4 separate regions of the Mus musculus genome follow, and regions 1, 3 and 4 are each linked to region 2. A link is a contact called in public Hi-C and promoter capture Hi-C data. All regions are on one chromosome and are shown on one strand. The core of a region is the stretch at or near the end of the contact, and the rest is flanking DNA. Distances in the headings are between cores, read along the strand shown. Region 1 holds the start of Uqcrfs1 (ubiquinol-cytochrome c reductase, Rieske iron-sulfur polypeptide 1). Region 2 holds the start of Wrnip1 (Werner helicase interacting protein 1). Region 3 holds the start of Dusp22 (dual specificity phosphatase 22). Region 4 overlaps E2f3 (E2F transcription factor 3).

The links. Promoter capture Hi-C pulls out the DNA fragments that hold promoters and counts their contacts. A called contact is a pair of places that touch in the nucleus more often than the background predicts. Capture Hi-C pulls out chosen DNA fragments and counts their contacts.
Region 1: a contact with region 2 is called in a Hi-C map of muscle stem cells, with 4 times the contacts expected there. The contact joins the promoter of Uqcrfs1 here to the promoter of Wrnip1 in region 2. A contact is called at or near these places in 5 of 39 promoter capture datasets (the C10 cell line, hippocampal neurons, liver and 2 more), 2 of 484 Hi-C or Micro-C datasets (CD4 T cells and muscle stem cells), 3 of 115 datasets of contacts at active chromatin or transcription factors (fibro-adipogenic progenitors, large pre-B cells and thymic regulatory T cells) and 1 of 9 other capture datasets (liver).
Region 3: a promoter capture Hi-C map of adipose tissue shows a contact between it and region 2, with 2.4 times the contacts expected there. The contact joins the promoter of Dusp22 here to the promoter of Wrnip1 in region 2. A contact is called at or near these places in 1 of 115 datasets of contacts at active chromatin or transcription factors (astrocytes) and 2 of 9 other capture datasets (adipose tissue and liver).
Region 4: a promoter capture Hi-C map of pre-B cells shows a contact between it and region 2, with 4 times the contacts expected there. The contact joins the enhancer-like site here to the promoter of Wrnip1 in region 2. A contact is called at or near these places in 1 of 39 promoter capture datasets (pre-B cells), 2 of 115 datasets of contacts at active chromatin or transcription factors (astrocytes and embryonic stem cells) and 1 of 9 other capture datasets (adipose tissue).

What each region holds. Positions count from the first base shown.
Region 1 is chr13:30,543,961-30,547,086 of GRCm38.p6, forward strand. It overlaps Uqcrfs1 (ubiquinol-cytochrome c reductase, Rieske iron-sulfur polypeptide 1), which reads right to left and starts at 1,356. Exons shown (of 2, transcript NM_025710.2): 1 at 1,074-1,356. The coding sequence starts at 1,287.
Region 2 is chr13:32,800,315-32,803,288 of GRCm38.p6, forward strand. Wrnip1 (Werner helicase interacting protein 1) reads left to right here and starts at 1,716. Exons shown (of 7, transcript NM_030215.3): 1 at 1,716-2,730. The coding sequence starts at 1,924. It also overlaps a transcript of Mylk4 not described here.
Region 3 is chr13:30,658,775-30,662,019 of GRCm38.p6, forward strand. Dusp22 (dual specificity phosphatase 22) reads left to right here and starts at 1,285. Exons shown (of 7, transcript NM_001037955.4): 1 at 1,285-1,372. The coding sequence starts at 1,352. Gm35158 (a long non-coding RNA gene) reads right to left here and starts at 1,269. Exons shown (of 3, transcript XR_382157.3): 1 at 677-1,269.
Region 4 is chr13:29,977,734-29,980,862 of GRCm38.p6, forward strand. All of the region lies in intron 1 of E2f3 (E2F transcription factor 3), which reads right to left. Among named protein-coding and RNA genes, the nearest start is that of E2f3, 6.8 kb to the right of the region's middle. Within about 2 kb of position 1,723, at least 49 of the 459 cell types and tissues checked have an H3K27ac peak or open chromatin away from gene starts, as enhancers often do. A contact at or near this core is called in pre-B cells, where this site is marked.

The sequences.
Region 1 (3,126 bases), core at 106-2,605, 2.3 Mb before region 2:
AGGACAGACAGACAGAGAGGCAGGATTAGAATGAATGCAGAGTGAAAAGCTGTCTAAGAAGGCAATTTGGTTGACATGTAGAAAGGTCATAAACTCAACCCCAAGCAGTGCCAAGTAGGTAATACACTGAACAATCATAGTATGTTACTTTGCTTGGTATAGAGGAGAAAGCTATATGGATGCGATCTTCATTCTTTTAAAGTGAATGATATTTCTAAACTCAATGGTCCCTGTGAACTTGAAATCAAGGTTTAATCTACTTGAAAAAGTGAAGAGTCAGTCAACTATCGGAGCAGAAACCAAACGAGCCCAGTGCAGCTTCCCACATTTCAGGAGACACCAGAAAGCTTTCTAGATTTTTAAGTCACAAGGGAATGTGAAGCAGACTTAGATAAACTAGGAAGAGACCGCACTGCATAGATTCCCACTGTGTGGGTCACTTCACCTCTGTTTTCTGTATTAAAAAAAAAAAAAAGTATCATTTCTGACTGCCTCGCCTTCACGACTAAGTAAGATTATGAAAGCCGTAGAGCCTGGTATCTGAAACCACTGCTGATCCCCTACAGTGGAACTGACAGGGCTGGTTTTGTGTCTATAGGGATGGGGCTGCTAGGGAGTTAAGATGCTGAAAAGCGACTGTACCAGTACACTGACAACTTCCTACATGGTTGTTTCAATTTCTATTTTGAACACTTATCGTCTAAACCGTACCAATGGCTTTACATAGAATTCTCTAGTGTAAGACTCACAACACCCCTACAAAGTTGTGGTAACATCGAGGAAACTTGCCCAAGGTCAAATTCCTGTAACTAACAGTATCTTAGCCATGATACAGGGAGGCCGATCTTAATCAAGAAAGTCAAGTGAAGCCTGAGGAGGGAACCCAGACTGACGTGCAGACCGGCTCCTGACTCCTGGGGGATGCAGCTACGGGAGCATCCCGTCACCGTGAGCCCGCCTGCTCCGGGGAGCGCTCGGCCTGCCAAGGTAGCCGCGGCCGGCCCACCACATCCCAGCACACCGCCCTCCGCCGCCGCAGGGAACGAGATCGGGGTACTCCGAAGCCGGCTCACCGTTCAGGCCCACCGTGGCCACCAAAGGCCGGGCTGCGGCCTGGCCACTCAGGGACTCGCGGCACAGGAAGGGTCGCTTCACATCCAGAACAGGTGGCTCCGAGGCGGCGGGCACCGCGCCTTGCAGCAGAGGACGCAGCGCGCCCGCCACCCCGCGGGAAGTGGCCGATAGGACGGGCGCGAACGGGCCCGAGCGGGCGGCGACCGACAACATGGCGACAGCTGCTCAAACCACCTCGTCGGTCACAGGGACGACCTTTCGTTCGAACGACGGCCCGAAGAGGAGCGGGAGGCGCAGGGTTTGTGACGTCAGCGCGACGCCGGAAAGGGCGTTTCGCAAGGTTGAGCGAATCGGGAGGGACGCCGCGTTGGGGGCGTGGCTTCGGGCGCAGGTTGGGGCCCGGGCAGGAAAGGGCAGGGCCTGGAGACACTCTGGTGTCTGACTCGGTCGCCCTGCCCCAGGAAAACCGAAGTCGGGAGGGATTTCTTGTGGTCGTGATTGAGATCCTTCATTTAGGGCAAAACCTTAAATCGGGGACGACCGAGGCATGAGAAAAAAAAAAACAACAGGCTACTACTACTTCCTAACGCCTATCACCTAGAATAAATACCAACCGCTTTTTGTCTTTTGCCAAGACGATTTTGATCTTCTTACAACAAAAGAGCCAGAAACCTATATGCAAGGTTTGACAAAAACAAAACAAAACAAAACAAAACAAAACGGTGGCTTACGATTATTCATGATCTACTACGCTTTTGATTTGGTAGTTTCCTTCGTTGTTCATTTGTAATTATGATCTTGATGAAATAACACTATTGATACCAGCATTTTACCAGTGAAGGACCTGGTCCTTAGACCCTTTGCTCTGCATAGATTGCCAGGAAGCAGTGGAGTATTGTAGACCCCTGAGGGGTTTTTGTTTGTTTGTTTGTTTGTTTGTTTCTGAACAAGTGGGGTTTCCCAAGTGATGTTCAGCAGTACAAAAGGGAGGGACTCTTACTCTCCTTCACATAGTGAGAAAACTGCCAACTTTCTAACTTCTCTTTCAGTTCTGACTACACCACTAACAAAGTCTCTGTGAGGTGCTAATAAACGTTAATCCCTCTTACACTTGAAAATCTCCACTTTTCCAAGTAGAACAAACCTTGATTTCAAGTTCACACAGACAATTGAGTTTAGAGATGGCATTCACTTTCAAAGAATGAAGTTCTCATCCATACAACTTTCTCTATACCAAATACTTCGTTTATTCTTTTAGGGTTTAAAAAGAAAAAACAGTAAAAAAAAAAAACTAAGAATTTAAGCACTGCACACTCTGGCATGATTGTGATATGATGCTTGTATAATACATGGACTCTAGGACCTTGGCTGGTTTCTAAACCTTTGGAATTGTAAAACAATGTAGTTGTGTTGTTTTAAGACACTATGTTTGTTATAGCAGCAATGTAAAACAACACCCAGGAGATCCGGGCCCTCACAGAGGAATGATTGCAGGTGTCCTTAGCCAGGGAGGATACTTGCTGCCTAGTCTGGGTCCTTTCTTGTCACTGTCACTTCATTCAGTTATGTTCTGAACAGGGACAGGACCTGGGATAACCCCAGAGAAGCATGCACTCCATGTAGATCTCACCTAAGGAACCAGGAGTGAATATCCACCATGGCAGAGATCAATCTAACCTTTTCTCTCTCAGCTGAATCTCCAGATGGAAGTCTTCACCCCAAACTGCCCCTGCCTGTGGCTCTGTCTCATGATGGAACCAAATCCCCAGCTAGATGCCAACTGCTGCTGGTGGTGCCAGTGCTTGACAAGAGATGGACCATGGAGCTTTCCAGATGCATATGACACCATATACATCTGAGCTGGCCCTGGACAGACAGCCTCAGCTGAGAAACCACCCAACAAGGACGAGCCAGGGCCAGGCATAGGTCTGTTCGTCATCAGTTTTTGAGGATGTCAGAGGCCAGTTCTCCTACAAGAGCCAGGATGGCCCATTGCATCTTACTGAAACGTTTTCAAGCTTTGGGCTTCAGACCTCTGACTTGGGTTCAGTT
Region 2 (2,974 bases), core at 466-2,965:
GATCTCAGCCAGGTAGAGAGAGAAGGAAGAGAGGGACAAGAAGACCAATGTTTGCCATGAGGTTGATATGAAAGAGCAGTCATGAGGACACACATGGACCAGAGTGAGCCAGGGGAAGACCAGATTGGCATGTTAACAGGGCATTTGTCTGGGTATTATCAGCCTTAGAGGGTTAGAATAGCCCAGAATGGTCCAGCTTAGGCTTGCTTCTTGTTATTAAACTTAATAGTTCTTTGTGTCAGCTATTTGGGAGCCAGAACGGGAACAGATGAGTTCTACACTTAGGTATGTAACAGAATTTGTAACTCACGTCACATTAGCTATTGCCAGTTTACTTCATAGCATAAGATAACTAAACCTTCAGTGGGAAAACAGTAAATAAAAAGTTTCTACTGTAACTTGCTGTATACTGTTGGGTGGTAAAGTAAATACACACTCAAATTTTGACAAGATTCATAAGTCTTTGCTTTCCCTTAACACATTTAATTTCTGATTATCAGCAATAATCAATTATAATAAAATTTTGATGTTTTTGGTAGCCCCCAGGTACAGGTTGAGAATTCCAGCCTTAGCAACTTAACAAGTCACACTCCTCTCAATCTACCTATATGTATTTAAATATTTTAAAAGATGTATTACATTTATATTTACATGTTTTGCCTGCATGTATGACTGTGCATTACCTAGGTGTAGTGCCCCCAGAGGCCAGAATAAGGAGCCAGATCCTCTGACCTGGTGCTGCAAACTGAAAGAGGAACCTACAATAGCAGCAAGTGCTCTTAACTACTGAGCCACCTCTCCAGCTCCTTTTGCATCTTTCCAAGGAGTAACTTACAGAAAAGCATAATAAAATCATAAGCAGTAATACATGGATGTAGACTACCACACTAACTTTTTAAATTTGCTTTTCAAAAGTAAAAATACAATTTTGTATTATGTAGCCCTGGCTGACTTGGAACTCAAAATGTAGACCACGCTGGCCTCAAACTCTGAGATCCACCTGTCAGTGCCTCCTGAGTACTAGTATTAAAGGTACACAGCACTACACCCAGAGAATATACATTTATAAATGCCTATTGTACTCATTTCCTGCTCCTGTCTGCTGGAAATACCTTTAAGGACTGCCTGCCATCATTTTGTTATTGGGATACAACGGTGATTTTCAGTTTACGACTATTATATCAGCTAGAGATAACTATTAAGCAAGTACTTTGGGCGACAGGTCCTAAAGTAAAATTAAGGGGCACAGGGGAGGGAATCCCTTTTATTGCATTTCCTTGAGCAGCCTTCGGAATTGAACTTTGTCTACCTGTGTAGCTCTTGTGTGTTTATGTCGAAGCCCTTTCTCCAGCTTCCTAGGCACTTCTGGGGTATTTCCACTTCGTTTTAGTTTTATTACAAATATTCTCCCTGATGACAGCATTTCTAGTTCCGCACCCAGAAGGCCAAAATCCTGGAAAGCCAGGTTCCCAAGTTCCCTCCGCTTGGGTTTTACTCGAAGGCGGTTGTTTCCGGTACTGAGCAGGCATGCGCACGCGCACCACGCCTATCCAAGCAGCGCCACAGAAAGGCTCTTCCCAGGGACCGAAGAAGACGAGAGGGCCTGTTGTGACGGAGAACTACATTTCCCAAAGTTCAATGCGAGAAATTGCCGGCGGCGATTGGGGGCATCGGGTTGCGGAGTCTTCTGCCCGCTTTGGACTACACTTCCCGACACGACTCGCGAGGCGTTGCCAGCTGCGGGCCGAGGGCGAGTTGACGCGGGAGCTCAGGACGTGAGGCATGAGCGGCGCCCTCCCTCGGCCCGTGCGTGTCCTGCTCCCTACCCGCGCGAGGGTCGCGCGGCACCGGGCCTAGCGGCGGGCATCGGCGTTCTCAGGGGCAGGTGCAGCCGCACGGGCGCCAGGGAGGGCAGCTGCCACCATGGAGGTGAGCGGGCCGGAAGACGACCCCTTCCTGTCGCAGTTGCACCAGGTGCAGTGCCCAGTGTGCCAGCAGATGATGCCCGCCGCGCACATCAATTCGCACCTGGACCGCTGCCTGCTGCTGCACCCTGCGGGGCACGCGGAGCCAGCGGCCGGCTCTCACCGCGCTGGGGAGCGGGCCAAGGGGCCCTCGCCACCCGGCGCCAAGAGGCGTCGACTGTCGGAGAGCTCGGCGCTGAAGCAGCCCGCCACCCCGACGGCGGCCGAAAGCAGCGAAGGCGAGGGCGAGGAGGGCGATGACGGCGGCGAGACCGAGAGCCGTGAGAGCTACGACGCACCGCCCACGCCCAGCGGTGCGCGCCTTATCCCGGACTTCCCGGTGGCCCGCTCCAGCAGCCCCGCCAGAAAGGGTATGGGGAAGAGACCAGCGGCTGCAGCCGCCGCAGGCAGCGCATCCCCGCGCAGCTGGGATGAGGCGGAGGCGCAGGAGGAGGAGGAGGCGGGGGTGGACGGCGATGGCGACGCGGACGTGGACGGTGAGGACGATCCCGGGCACTGGGATGCGGACGCCGCCGACGCCTCGTTCGGAGTCAGCGCGGGCCGCGCGCATCCCCGGGCGCTGGCGGCGGAGGAGATCCGACAGATGCTGGAGGGCAAGCCGCTGGCTGACAAGATGCGTCCAGACACGCTGCAGGACTACATCGGGCAGAGTAGGGCCGTAGGGCAGGAGACTCTGCTCCGCTCGCTACTGGAGGCCAATGAGATCCCTTCGCTCATCTTGTGGGGCCCGCCAGGTTGCGGTAAGGTGAGTGCTGCTCTTGCTGTTTTTGCCAAGGGCCGCGGAGGTATTCTGAGCCGGGTGCGGTCCTTAGATTCCGGACCCCTCCTCTGGAGAGGGAGGCCTGGGGGCGCGGTCCTGATGCGTGAGCGGAGTTTGTAATACGCAAGCAAGCATGCCATTTCCCCAGATTCCCCAGACCCCTTGTTGGGCGTTTTTCACAAGAAAATGCCCAATTTTCTTGGTTTATGCAGAGATGTGGACAGAGATT
Region 3 (3,245 bases), core at 35-2,534, 2.1 Mb before region 2:
TTGTACTAAGACCTCAAAAAAGCTATGCAAAGAATTGGGCGTTGAGATGTCAGTAACACAGGACCCTGTGTAAGATCAAGCCTAGGATGTCTAAGAAAAAACAGAGCAGCCCCTGGGGCTGATTCCAGGAAGGGGGAGGGTGATCTAAGGCCAGCAGAATTGGGCTTGAAACATGGCATTATCTTCATTCAACAAGTACTGGCATCTACTGGGTGTAGGGCGTTGTCAAGAATACAAAATGGAAATGAGAAACCTTTAGTTCAGTGGTTCTCAATCTTCCTAATGCTGTGACTCTTTAATATGGCTACTCATAACTTGGTGACCCCCAACCATAAAATTATTTTCATAACTGTAATTATTTTCATAACTGTAATTTTGCTACTGTTTTAAATAGTAATGTTAAGTATCTGTGTTTTCTGAGGGTCTTGGGTTACCCAAGTGAAAGGGATGTTCAAACCCCCAGGTCTTAGTGCCTATAAAGGAAATTAAAATTTTACCAAGGATAAGCCAGGCACGGTGGTGCACACCTTTAATCCCAGGTGCACACCTTTAATCCCAGCACTCGGGAGGCAGAGGCAGGTGGATTTCTGAGTTCGAGGCCAGCCTGGTCTACAAAGTGAGTTCCAGGACAGCCAGGGCCAGGGCTACACAGATGTCTCGGGGAAAAAAAAATTACCAAGGATGATAGATGGCCCACATGCTAGAATGCATGCACACGCTAGACAAAACCGCAGTGCAGGTACGTGGGGGCTTTCTGGGGGTAGTCATTGCAACACACTGCCCTGAAAAAGACCATTTAGAGACAGTTGGGTTCCTCTCCTCGACCAGGGTCACGTCTCTGCAGAGGTGAGTCACCTAGCCCACCTTTCCCAGAGCATGCTCCTTCTCGGTCTGAGTTGGGTGGGGCAGGGCCCACAGGAATCCCCCGCCTTGTTGGCTCAGAAAACCCAGACAGGGGAGCCCCTCTAACAGGGGAGTCAAGGCCTGAGACACTGCCCGTAACTGGCACCAGGGAGCCCCAGGGGAAACCGCCTTTAGGGACTTGGGGACCCCCCTACCGCTGCGCCTGCCTCCGTCCACCCCACCCCCCACCCGGCGCGCGTGCGCAAACTGCAGGGTTGTAGGCTGGGGCTCATGCGCGAGCACGAGCGCGTGCGCGCTGGGCGTCCGGCCGCGGGGGCGAGGGCCGCTGTCCCCGACGTCCGCACGGCCGGACAGTAATGCCGCGTCCCGGGTGGAGCGCGCAGCGAGCGCCGCCCTGGCGCCGCCTCCCGCTGCCCCGCCCGCCTGCCCGCCCGGCTGCGCGCCCGGTCTCCTCCCGCGAGCGCGGAGCGGCGAGCCCGGCGCGGCCATGGGGAGTGGGATGAGCCAGGTAACGTCCGGTCCCGGCCGCACCCTCTTTTCTGCAGCCTCCGCAGCCCTGACCCGCACAGCGTGCCCCTTTGAGAGCGGGGGACCCATGCTGGAGCTGGTCTGTCTCCCTCCCCTGAGACCGGGCCCCTTGACGTCTGCCACCCACAGCATTGGTGAACCGGGCCAGATGGGCGGCTTCTGTAATTTCCTCTTTTCCCCAGATTTGTGTGCGCGTGCACAGATAAGCCACTCTGGTGGGGGAAGTTCACGGAAACCCTAGAACTGACATGGCTTTCGGTGTCTGGAGCTGGTTGACCCTGGGTTGTGGGGCTTCCTTAGGGCAACCTGTTGGCTGGCTGTTGTGGCCGCAAGGCCTTCTAGAAACTCTTTCTTTGCCCCTGTGGTGGCCCAAACCTTCTGGGCCGGTTTTCTCACCCCTACCCCCTAGATTGAGGATGATCTGGCGGTGACAGTCCTCCGGGTTCTATTTGTGTCAGTCTCAAGGTTAAGGAACTTGCTGGTTCAAAGAGAAATCTTACTAAGGCTCTGGATGCCCAGGACTAAGACAAGTACTTCTACAAGTATTTTAAATGGTCCTGGGTTTGGTTAGCTTCTGGTGTTACCCCCCATCTTGTCTCCACTTACTTTATCCATCATGTTTATAGGTTCTAACGGTGTGGCTCGCTTTCTCCCCTTCTTTCTTCACCCTTTCACATTTGTCTCTGCTTTGTGGCGAGGGGCTCTGCAGTGGTTTAGTTACTTCCATGGGAATGATTATTGAGGCAGAGATCCAAGACCGAGGAGGGAACGAACATGTCTTTGATGGAAGCCTGCATGCTCCTTGCACAGTCTCCATGTTTTTGTGCGTTGTGACTTTTGTGTGTTGGTGACTAGGATTTTATTATTTTATTATTATTATTATATTATTATTATTATTATTATTATTTTCGCCAGTGATCAAATTTGAAACAAACTCCCTCTCATGAATATATGCTTGTATTATGTTCCCATTAGCACAGGGATCAGTCATCGCTCTGAGCTTTCTGCTTTTAAAATTAGACCGGTTGAAGATGTCCGCCTGGGGCTGACAGACTCTGCTTGCTTTCCCTTGACATTTCTAGTTGGCGCCACTGTTTACTGTCCCTTTCTGCATTTGGTTTCTAGTATTTTATATTCTAATTGAAAGAATGGGTTTAGGTATACAAGTGATTGATTGCCTAAGGGATATTCTTTTCATACTTCTCAGCGAAGGTGGCAGTATTCATATCCACATTGTGCTATTTACTTCTTATAGTAGATTCCTTGACTATTTTATTATCATAACCAGCTTGTACAGACACAGTTTCTAGTGTAGAGATGGAAAACTATACGGACAGAGAAATGTAGATGTTCAGTGGTTCAATACTTACAGTCTGTACTGAATATATGTTAGGTGTAGTGCTTTTGGGAACAGAGGGAGGAAAGCCAGCAGAAAGGACCAAGAAGTCTGTTACAGACCTCCTCAATGTAGGACACTGCTTGTTCAGTACAAATATAATGTGAACCAGATACATCATTTACATTTTCCTAGTGAAATTTCTTTGAAGAGTTAGAACAGATGATCACCATGTAAAGAATATTATTAAACTGAGAATATTTAAAGTATTTTAACACGCAACCAATAAATAAATTATTTATGCAATACCTTTTTTTTTTTTCCCTGTGGAGTCTTAAATTCTCATTAGGTACTTGCTACATTTTAAATGCTCAAAAACCAACCATTGGCTAACAGGCGCTGCCTACCCCAGATTACTATGTCCCCATACCCGTGTATGGGATGGATGGGGCTAGGGGAGTTTATCAGGCTCTAAAGATAACTTCTAGTGTGTAAGCAAAGTAGATGTCATCCCAAA
Region 4 (3,129 bases), core at 473-2,972, 2.8 Mb before region 2:
GAAGCCACTTACGGAAGCGCTCCAAGGCTTGGGGACTCTGGGACTATACTCTGTGTGAACTTTCTTCAGGTGGGCCTGGAAGGACTGATGAGAAAGAGGCAGGAAAAACAAGGCAGCAATGAACAGTCAAATCAAGATTTCACAATACCCAAAAGCCAGGGAGCCAACTGCAAGTCTGAGCGACTTGCAAGAGGCAGACGGAGCAGAGAGAACACAAGGAATGTCAACTGTGGAAGAGTGTCATCGCTCCTATGGGTGAATCTCAGTGCTGGGGAGGACCAAGAGGTGAAACCAGCTGCAGCTAGATTAAGACCTGGAGGCCAGCCTGTGCTTCATGAGACCATCTCAAAAACAAACCCAGAGAGAATGAGGGATAAAAAGGCTCCATGGGAGCTTAAGAGGCCTCTGGTGAGCAAGACTTGGTCCTGGCCCTAACATACATACCCAAGGCGCCTCCAAGTTAGATAGGGCTTGGCATGCAATTTCTGAGCCAGTCTTAAACTATGGCTTACTGTACAGACATGAAATTATGTTAACAGTGCAATTTGCATTCCTCGTGCCGTTTCACGAACATGTTCCATCAGAGAAATAAAGGTTTTATTCATAGCACTGGCACTGCAGATTGCACCATGACAATAAAAAACTTATTCTTCTGTTTCTTTTCCCGAGTCAATGAGCAGCTTAGAAAGAGGTAACAAAGACCGGGGGTCCAATGATTGCACCAGGCAATGTCCACACCAGGACACACGCCTCCCGCTCTCAGTCACCATCACTCTCAGAGGCGCCAACAGTATGAAACGGACACTAAAGAATAGTGGGAAAAAAAAACAAGACGCAAAATACAGCGCCAAGAGATGGCCTGGCCCCTCTATGACATCTGTGGGACACTGGTTTCAACTCCTTGCACCTGTGAGAACCCCGCTACCCCAGAAAGATGAGAAATGAAGAGAGCATCTGACGGGTGGAGGCAGAAAAGGAAACCAGAGGACTCCAGCCTCCATCACTTAACTTTCTACCTAGCTGTCTCTCACTCCACCTTTTAGGAGAGTGTGTCTTTTATACTCAAGACTCCATCTCTGGACAGTGAGGCTGAAATCGGAAGGACAGACGTGATGGTAGTGTAAGCAAGACTCGAGGTCGCTCCTCTTGACTATGCTTTCCCAACATCTCAGTGCAGGAAGGAGTGAAACGCATAGACCCTGTGTTCACCTCCTCCAACTGTGAGTCCATACAAGGCTCGTGAGAGTAGAACAGGATGGAGCCCTTCTCAGCAATCACTCAAGAGCACGAAGAGCCTCCGCAGGCTTCTCCAGAGCAGACTGGCGAGAGCTGGCAGGGAAGGCCAAGGGCATTCACCTCCTCTAGCCATCATATGTGCTTCCAGAGAAACTCAGCCTCCCTGATAACAGGGCTCTCATCAATTGCTACTCATGGCTCACAGGAAGTCAGCCTTTACACACACAGGGGACCTTCCTGGCTGGTGGATTACAGATAAACAGATACCCCTGTCCCAGGGCAGGCTAGGAGCTGCAATCATGTTGGATCATGTTTCACGTTCTGGCTTCAGAGCTTGAAGCAATTCTATTTTTAAGCTTTCTCAGTTCCACAAGTAAAATAAAAAGGTCATTTTAAGGAAATGAGCTTTGACTTTAGACAACTTCCTCCGAAAGAGTTAAGTGATCGGCAGCTTTGACACATCAGAAATCTTCCTGGTGTTAACCACAGAGGAAGAGCCTCTCGGTCAATGGTCTAATGCAAAGGCCCAGGGAGCAAACCGTGACTGTCACTCGGGATGTAGATGGTTCCGGACAACACTTCCCTTGGTGCCCCTCTTTCAAGAAAGTTAAAAAAGTCCTTTGAGGCTGTTGTTGATTAAGTAAAACTGTCTCTGTCAGGGCACCCGAAATGTCACATCCAAAGAACAAATAACTGAAATTTCAAATATCAAACTTTGAAAAACACTGCTACCACTATTTAGGGAACCTGTCGTTCCTTTCCACTTACAAGTCCTTTCCACTGAGTGTCTAAAGTAGCCTTGATTTCTCAGTGTCTCTGGGGCAGTGTAACCGCATCTGAAAGAAACTTGAGTTTAGTAGTCTGCACACCTAAGCCTCCCATGTAGGGCATGTAAGACAGTTAACCCTCTCCTCACAAAAAGAGGTTTTAAGAGGGCAAAAATCTCCAATTTCAGTTTTGGCTCGGAGGGGCCCCCTGTTGACTTGTGACCTTAGCTGAGTAATTTAATTGCAGTGGGCCTGTCATTGTCTTACCTGTAAAAGAAGTGGTTGGATAGGAAAAGCGTTTAACTCCCAAGACCATCTGATTGATCAAATATTGAATACGCTAACCTGAAATACTGTCCGTCAAGTTAGAGGGATGTTGCCATGCCTTTACATTACAAACGGCCGCAAACAATTGGGTCATTAATTCTATCTTCTGCATACTATCTGCTATCTTCAAGCTGACACAACTCCTGCTTTACCAGGACAAAGCACCAACCGAGACCTGGTACTTAGGGTCGCCAAGTTCACAGGGGCCTTTGGATTCCATCCTGGCTTTACCACATCTTCAAAGTTACAGGTAACTGTGGCCACAAGATTGACTCCCACTAAGGCAAGCAGGGTAGAGAAACATATTCTTGCAACTTAAATGCTTAAAGGCAATGTTTAAAGCAAAAGTATGTGACGAAAATAAATCAAACGCCCCCTCCATGGGAAAGCCAGATAAATAATCCGGCTGTATTAACCCCACCCCCACTTTGCTGGTCTCATCCCAGCAAGGTTGCTTTCTGGTACCTACCTTCTGTAGTTAGTACCAGAACCTCTTCTCTGTGTGAGATTATTTTCCTAGTCATTCTTGGAAAGGAGACAGGATGGGGAGGTGAAAGGCCCTACATCTGTGGTTTTCTATATATAATATTGTCCCCTTTATCGGGTCTCCTCAGTCCCATCAAATATTATTGGATGGGAACTCCTTAGCAACTGTAAACACAATTCCTGAAACACTACTTAAAGCTGCTCACAGCCATGAACGTGTGCATCAGACCACATACTTTGTACCCCAGAGAACTTAGGGATGGTCCTCTAAGCATGGCAGGTGGGGATGGGAAGAACTGGAATCTCTCCTCCT